2 separate regions of the Zea mays genome follow, and region 1 is linked to region 2. A link is a contact called in public Hi-C data. All regions are on one chromosome and are shown on one strand. The core of a region is the stretch at or near the end of the contact, and the rest is flanking DNA. Distances in the headings are between cores, read along the strand shown.

Region 1 (3,457 bases), core at 215-2,714, 110 kb before region 2:
TCACAATCGTGAGACAATAAATGACATATTCTATGCCCTGAAAGCATGAGCTTGATGATCAATATATGAATCTTTATAGAACTTTCTATCAAATATATAGATCCAGTCGATCGAACACCATCAGTCAAAGTGGCTTATTTATATTGATATGTGCACTTACCTCGTATATCCTAGAAGTGAGTAGAGGTAAAGTTCCTGAAATAGTCCTTGCAAGGATATGCAATCCGTTTGCTAAATCTTTATGTGTATATACTTCCAGAAGAAGATGTTTCGCCTTATTGATACAGTTTTGCAAGGATCAGGGGGAGCACATTTCTAAAGTTAGCCCTTGTAGAAGGTTCGATAGAATCTAGATCCCAGAGGAACGAAATTTGTCCCGATGACAGTTGTTGTACTCTTTTTCCCTTGGTGAGTTTTTTTTTGAAGTTTCTCACATGAGGTTTTTAACGAGGCAACAAAGTACAAATGCAATTTGTATCACCATGCACTCTTTCTCCACTTTTTTCCCACTGGGTTTTTCAGAGTTTTAACGAGGCATGTGTTGGTCGCGGTATTCGCCCAAGGGGGAGTGTTAAGTAACCCTAGTTAGGGTTATGTGGGCAAATACCGGCTTTGCCCCTGAGGGGTCTCACATCTCTATATAAGGAACCTGTACACCTCTTTATATTACAGAGATCAGAAAGAGGCCAGAGGCCCAACCCTATATCCAGTGTCTCATGTGTTTCCTCTGTCGTGCTTATGGGAAGGAGACGGATTCTCTACATCTTCTTACACCTCTACTGCTGACGAGAGAGAAGGGAGCGGATCTGGTGATCCGTGGTAACGTAGTTTTCAATAGATGCAGGACAGCTTGCGCCACACCACGTCGAGGCAGGCCGCATCGGGACCGTCCCCGCCACCATCGAGACAGTCACGTGTACCGGGGGAAAAAAAGAAATAAACCGGTAACAAGTGCTAGGTGGGCAATTTTCGTGAATCGTTGAAAGCCAGAAATATGTGAAAGAAGGGATAAAAATGTTATCAAAATTGTACTCGGCAAAAACTGTTGTTAGCTGTGGTTTTCGGTAAAAGTCAATCTCTTTAATTGGCTTTCGGTTTTATAAAAAAACAAAAGAGACGGTCAACTAATATAAAAGAGGCCGCTCCTTCTTGGATTCTAGTTCCTCTATTCTTGGAGCTGTTGTTGTGTGCATCCTGGGCAAATAGCACGGACGTCCTCCAACACAGCTTCCAAAGCTTGCACAAGGTTCTCAAGGTAATTCCCGAGTAAAAACTAGCGTAGAGATGAGAGAGTGGCGTGTGCTTCCTGTTGCCTGTGGAAGAGAGAGGACAGCGGAGAGCGAAGGGGACGACGAGCAGCCACAGAGTCAAAAGGAGAGGTGTCGTCGGGCTGATGGTAGCTGGGCCATGGCCCGTAACCGAAAGCGAGGGTGAGCGCACACGAGCTGAGACCTGAGAGAAGAGAGGGCAGAGAGCGGATGGAGCTGACTGGCAACCAGCCGGCCATTGGGCTACGGCCCAACTTGCAAGGGAGGCGCGCAAGAATGCTGCTGGGAGCGAGCAAGAAAAGTTGGGCTAGCCCAAGATAAGGAAAGCGCAGAGAAGGGAAGGGAAAAATAAACAGGCCAAGTCAAGGAGAAACAACGAGCAGGCTTGAATTTGCCAGGCTGCGTACTGAAGAAAAACTCTATTTTCTTTTTACTCAAACCTGAGAAGTCTGAATAATATTTTTTTCTATTGATAGAAAAATCTGGGGAAAAGATTAATAAAACTTATAACCATAGGAAAAAAAATAAAACTGGAACTAAGCATACAAAAATAACATATACCTTCATTAAGAAGAGGGCACGTAGAGAACCGACTCTGAAAAGATTAGCCAAGAAAAAGAAAGCCGAATTTGTTGAGGTTCGGTCTAGTAGTGACGAGGAAGAAAAGTATTTGCCTCCTGTACAAATAGATCAGGTTGAGATCCATATATTTCTTTATAGTCTTGCAGCAGTTTAGGAAGTTATTCGATCTCTAGAAAAAGGCAAAGTAGGTGACGTGCCTCCATGAGATGCTGGTGACTTGCCAAAATTGAGGGCTTAGCTTCGCATCAAGGTAAAAATATCGTTGAGATTCAAGTGAAAGTTGAGCATGCTAATAGTTCTGTTGCCGATGTCACAGCGCCTACGTCCGAAGCCCCTACGATGAAAGCTGAAACACAGAAGGGTACCATTTTTGCAAGTGTCAACTTTGACGATGATGACAATGTATTTGATGAGGAAGCCGAAAAGGCAAGAGTTGCTCATTTAAACGAGAGCACCATCAATGCCATTATTGGTGGTCGGGTATCCAAACACCTTGAAGACAGTGTCACCATTGGTAAGTAATGTTTTTGTTGTAAACTTTTATTGTTGATGGATGTTGACTATATTTTTTTTTATCTTAGGTGATATATTTGTTGAGTCATGTGCTCAAAAGGAGGGCACCATAAATGTTGACAAGATAGAAGAGGTGATTGACGAGCCCTATACTTGAGTAAAGATTCTCGTAGATACTCGCTTTGAGGAGACTACAAAAGTAAATGGTGATGCATATCGGCGATGCTTAAAATTCTGTCAAGATGAATGTTTGTCTCTAGATGCTTTTAAATTCATTAGCATTGATTTGAAAAAGCTTCGAGTTGTGCCAAGGCCTTCAAAATTAAAGCTATCCAAATGCATCGATGACACCTCTATTGCTTTAGCGTATAAGGTTAGGTGCTCTAATTTATCTTTAGTTCGTTTTTGGTTGTTAGTTTTATTGATGTTTTGTTGGTATCGAATACTTTGCTTATGCGAGGTATATGAATGTGAGTTGAATCTACCACCAAGGGTTTATTGTTACGTGAGAAGAAAATGGCCGAAGAAATTACTTCATTAAAGGCTCAGTTCGTTAAAAAATAAAAGAAAATGACTTCATGTGTTGAGACCTTGTATATGATTGAGTCTTCGCTCCTTTGGGTTTCTATCCGTTTAGTGGTTGTAAAGTTGAAAAATAGAGTTGGGTGAGAAGCAAAGGAGGTATTTAGAGAAAAAAAATTGAATGAGAAAGATAAGTATTTTCTTTGCTCAACAAATTGCTCATGGGAGCTTAGCCTAGACTGCTATGACAATTTTGGAGCTAAACCCAAAAGTGTTTGCTGCAAGAAAAGGGATTATAGCTCATTATTTAGCTAGTCATGTCGTCAATATGAAGATTTGTCAACTTTGCTGCAAACTACAATGATCTAAGATGCATTTATTCAACTTATGTTTTGTTTCATTTGATGTGGGAAGTTAATGGCCCTATATATGCAAAGTGTTACATGATAATTATAAGTTTCCTCCCATTGAGTCTCTCAACAAAGTTTCTGCGATGACCAACGAGCGGTAAAAAACTCTTTCATCAATATTGGATCAGTGAGGTATCAAACTTATGTTTGCCAAGCAAAAAA
Region 2 (3,487 bases), core at 824-3,323:
CTGGGGTCGGGCGAGGCAGAGAGATTGCGCCCGAAGGCTAGTCTGCTCGGCTTGTCGTATTAGGCGTCCCATCAGAGGGAGGCAGGCGACGTGCGCACACTGTAGTGTAGACGTAATCATGCTGTTGCGCTAGACGTGATCGTTGTCTCGTGAGTCACCGAGCTATGCTAACGCAGCGTGGGTTGGCGCACACACTAAATGCGCATGTCTCCTTCCTGTTTTTGGGCGACCCTGTCCTATTTTCCTAAGGCTGGCTCGGGCGAGACAGACGGTGCAGCGGTGACCTCGGGCGAGGCGGAGTCCTGCCTGAGGTGGGAGACTCTCGGGGAGATGTCTCGGTTTTTTGTGGGTAGCTTGGCTGTCGCCCCTCGAAGGTTTTCGTCCTTGTTTCTCTGTGTGCGTTTGTTAGGGGGTAATTCGGGTTTCCCTAATTATTACCCCTGACACATATAATGTAATAACATTTATTAGGGTATAACTTGCTAATCGAGTCAGCTCACGAGCCAACTTAGAGATGAGCCCAAACTCATTCTTCAACTCGTTTGAGCCAAGTCGAGATTGATCAACCACTAAGTTGAGCTCGGCTTGGGTCATTTCTAGCCCTATCCACACGGCTATGCCCACCCCTTTCCCTTCTTGAGCATGTTTAATTTCACTTATAATACGTTTATGGATGAAAATAAGCGACAATCTGTTCGCTTGGCTTTAATCCGAAACTGCTTCTACTATTTCTACAGTGTTTTGTATCTATGGTTACAGTTGAAATAGTCCGAACAATTGGCTTTAATTCAAAGTGATAGTCCAACTGAGCGTCTAAATTATTTTTGCTTCTTACAAAGTCTACGGTTCATAATTGAATTTGATAAGCAGAAATTAAGAGTATGTTTAGGAGAGTTTCACTTCAAAAATTTCAGCTTCGGGTTTCCAGCTTCATCATAAAACAGCTCTAACAAATTGTTGAAGTGGGTTCGAGTAGTGTTTGACTTGTACATGGGCTCCAGCTTCTGTAATGCAATTGATTTATGTGAGTTTTCTTATTACCCTTGATAATTAGTGGTTGTCACGAGAAAATCAAAGCGCTATGTTGTGTAACCAGTGGCATGGTTGGTAATTTTCATGCAACTTCATGATGAGATGTGAAAATAGTGTTTGTGAAGCACCCTTTGAAGAGCTTCGTAAATTTCATGAAAGTAGTCTCTAGTTTTAATTTTTTAAAGCTAGAGCTCGTGAAGTTTGACCTGCTTGGATGGAAGAAGCTAGAACGGACCTGGAATTTTAAAAGTAAAGTCCTTCCAAATATGCCATAAATAATCGAGAGAATCATTGTGTTTCCTACTTCCTTTGTTCATAAATGTTTGTCGCTATGGTATTCGTGTCAGTCAAACTTTCTTAAGTTTGATTAGATTTATAGAATATATTAGCAATATTTGTGTCTTCAAATAATTTTACTATAATAATAAATTCAAAGATCTATCTAATGATATTAATTATGTACTATAAATATTGTTGAGTTTGTGATCTAAATTCTGAAGAAGAGGGCCAAGTTGGCGAGCGAAGCGAAGGCCCCCGCGGTACAAATCGTTTCCTACTCACCTTAGGGTTTAGCCTTTATAAATACACTTGTAATCTGCAGGAGATCGACCTAATTGTAAATCTTCTGCGATCTGTAACCACCCAAAAAATAGTGATATTCTTCTAGCCGGCGTCCGCGGTTTTTTCACTTTGATTTGTTCCACGTTAAATCTATATCTTCTCTATGTTTGATCAACTTTATATCGTATTGATTCATAACAAATATTAATATTTTTTATATAAATATAGTTAAAGATAAAAATGTTTGATTCCTAAAAAATGAGAATGATCAACATTTGTGACCGAGGGGGTAGAATCTAAGTGGGGTGAGAAGGAAAAAAAACAAACAAACAGGGTCCTTGTGCGCACACTTTTGCGCACGGGAGAAGCTTGGCGTGCGCGCCTCCGTGGTCCGTCGGATGCCCAGGCGGAAGATCCAACGGCAACGCTCCCCAAACCTTATCTTCGCAGCATTGTTGCTGTCCGAGGTCAGCCGCCCTCTCTCTCTCCTCGTGCTCCGATTCGTGGGCTCGAGCTCCGGTGACTAGGAACAGCGGCAAGGTGGGTCCTCCTCCTCCTCCTCCCTCCTCCTCTCAGGTTGTCGGCATGACCGGGTTAGGGTTCGGAGGCTGGGTCCGCCCTTGATCTGGGGCTGCTTGGCCTTGGAGCTCCAGCCTCCCACTGGCAAGAGATACATTTGCTTCTGCTACGGCTTACGGATTGGTTGCCACTTGCCACCAAGACACATTGTGCCCCCTGCCTTCCGTGCTTCTGTGAAGGAGTCATCAATAAACCTCAACGCAGGAAATCGAATTAGATTTAGCCAGATCTAACTTGCGCATTTGCTGTTGATTGGAATGTTATTGCTTCAGCTTCAGGTGGTAGGACATACGAATAGGAAGCTACAGCTTTGTGATGGGAAACATACACCTAGAATCCTGTGTAAAATTGTCTGTTTCGGTTGATCACGCAGTCTTCACATTTATCTATATATTCACTAACGACTCTAGTTCACCAGAAATTCTGATACTTGTTTTCTTATGCAGGAAACAATGCTTCTTTCTCCCTTCGCACCTTTGTGATGCACTGAACACTAGTCAGGAGCTCTAGTAATCCTCTAATGGCCGAATGTTCATTGGCAACGCTGAGAGTGAGAGGCCAGTATCAAGGGAGATGGACCTGGTCCAACAGCAAGTTGAATATGCCAATCATGGATCCAAAGAGGTTGCCATTCTTTTTCCCCCCATCCTTACGTTGAGATAGTCTTGAGTTGTTGGGTTGCCATCCAACTTTTTTCGCATTTACTTTGTTTGCAGGAACTACGCCCTCAAGATTCATCTTCCATGCCAATCCAAAGCAGCAAGAGAATGGACAAGTGTTGCATTTACCCCTTTTGGTTTTCATGGAAGGGATCACAGGGTGGAAACTTCAGTTAAATGTTACTGTTTGCAGCCACTCATGGATTCGGAGAGCATGGTCTCACCAAATCTAATACTGATTTCGGATGAAGCTCTTCTCACTATCAGCATGGTTTTTGCATATTTGGCTGGAGTTGTACCCTCTGGGCAGACATCTCCTCGTGTCAGAAATCAGAATGTTTCTCAACATATTCCAGAGCCAAGCTCCTCTCATTCTGGTAGGTAAGACTAGCTCCATAATTATTACTTCTAGATATCAGAGTGGTGGCATAGCAGAAAAAATAACTGCTAACGCGACTCCTTTTCACAAATTTAGGGACCTAAAGTTCTTGCCTGAAAGGAATGCTGCATTTGACCCCAACGATATGTGGAGTGAAGTGAGTGCTAAACTTTCCAAAGCCTTACAAGCACATGTTCAAGATGCCCTTTTGGATAGCCGAGAGGATGGACTCATGAGTGATAGGAAAAACTATCCTTTGAGTATGCTTGCCATTCAT

Evidence for each region. Hi-C and Micro-C count contacts between places; a contact is called where the count stands out from the background.
Region 1: a Hi-C map of ear shows a contact between it and region 2, with 2.5 times the contacts expected there. The contact joins the enhancer-like site here to the promoter of LOC100381605 in region 2. A contact is called at or near these places in 3 of 25 Hi-C or Micro-C datasets (ear, leaf and tassel).

Annotation. Positions count from the first base shown.
Region 1 is chr5:168,058,113-168,061,569 of Zm-B73-REFERENCE-NAM-5.0, reverse strand. No RefSeq gene overlaps it. Among protein-coding and RNA genes, the nearest start is that of LOC100191201, 36 kb to the right of the region's middle. Within about 2 kb of position 1,464, at least 17 of the 20 cell types and tissues checked have an H3K27ac peak or open chromatin away from gene starts, as enhancers often do. A contact at or near this core is called in ear, leaf and tassel, where this site is marked.
Region 2 is chr5:167,950,932-167,954,418 of Zm-B73-REFERENCE-NAM-5.0, reverse strand. It overlaps LOC100381605, which reads left to right and starts at 2,073. Exons shown (of 9, transcript NM_001174423.1): 1 at 2,073-2,133; 2 at 2,619-2,796; 3 at 2,889-3,212; 4 at 3,307-3,487. The coding sequence starts at 2,693.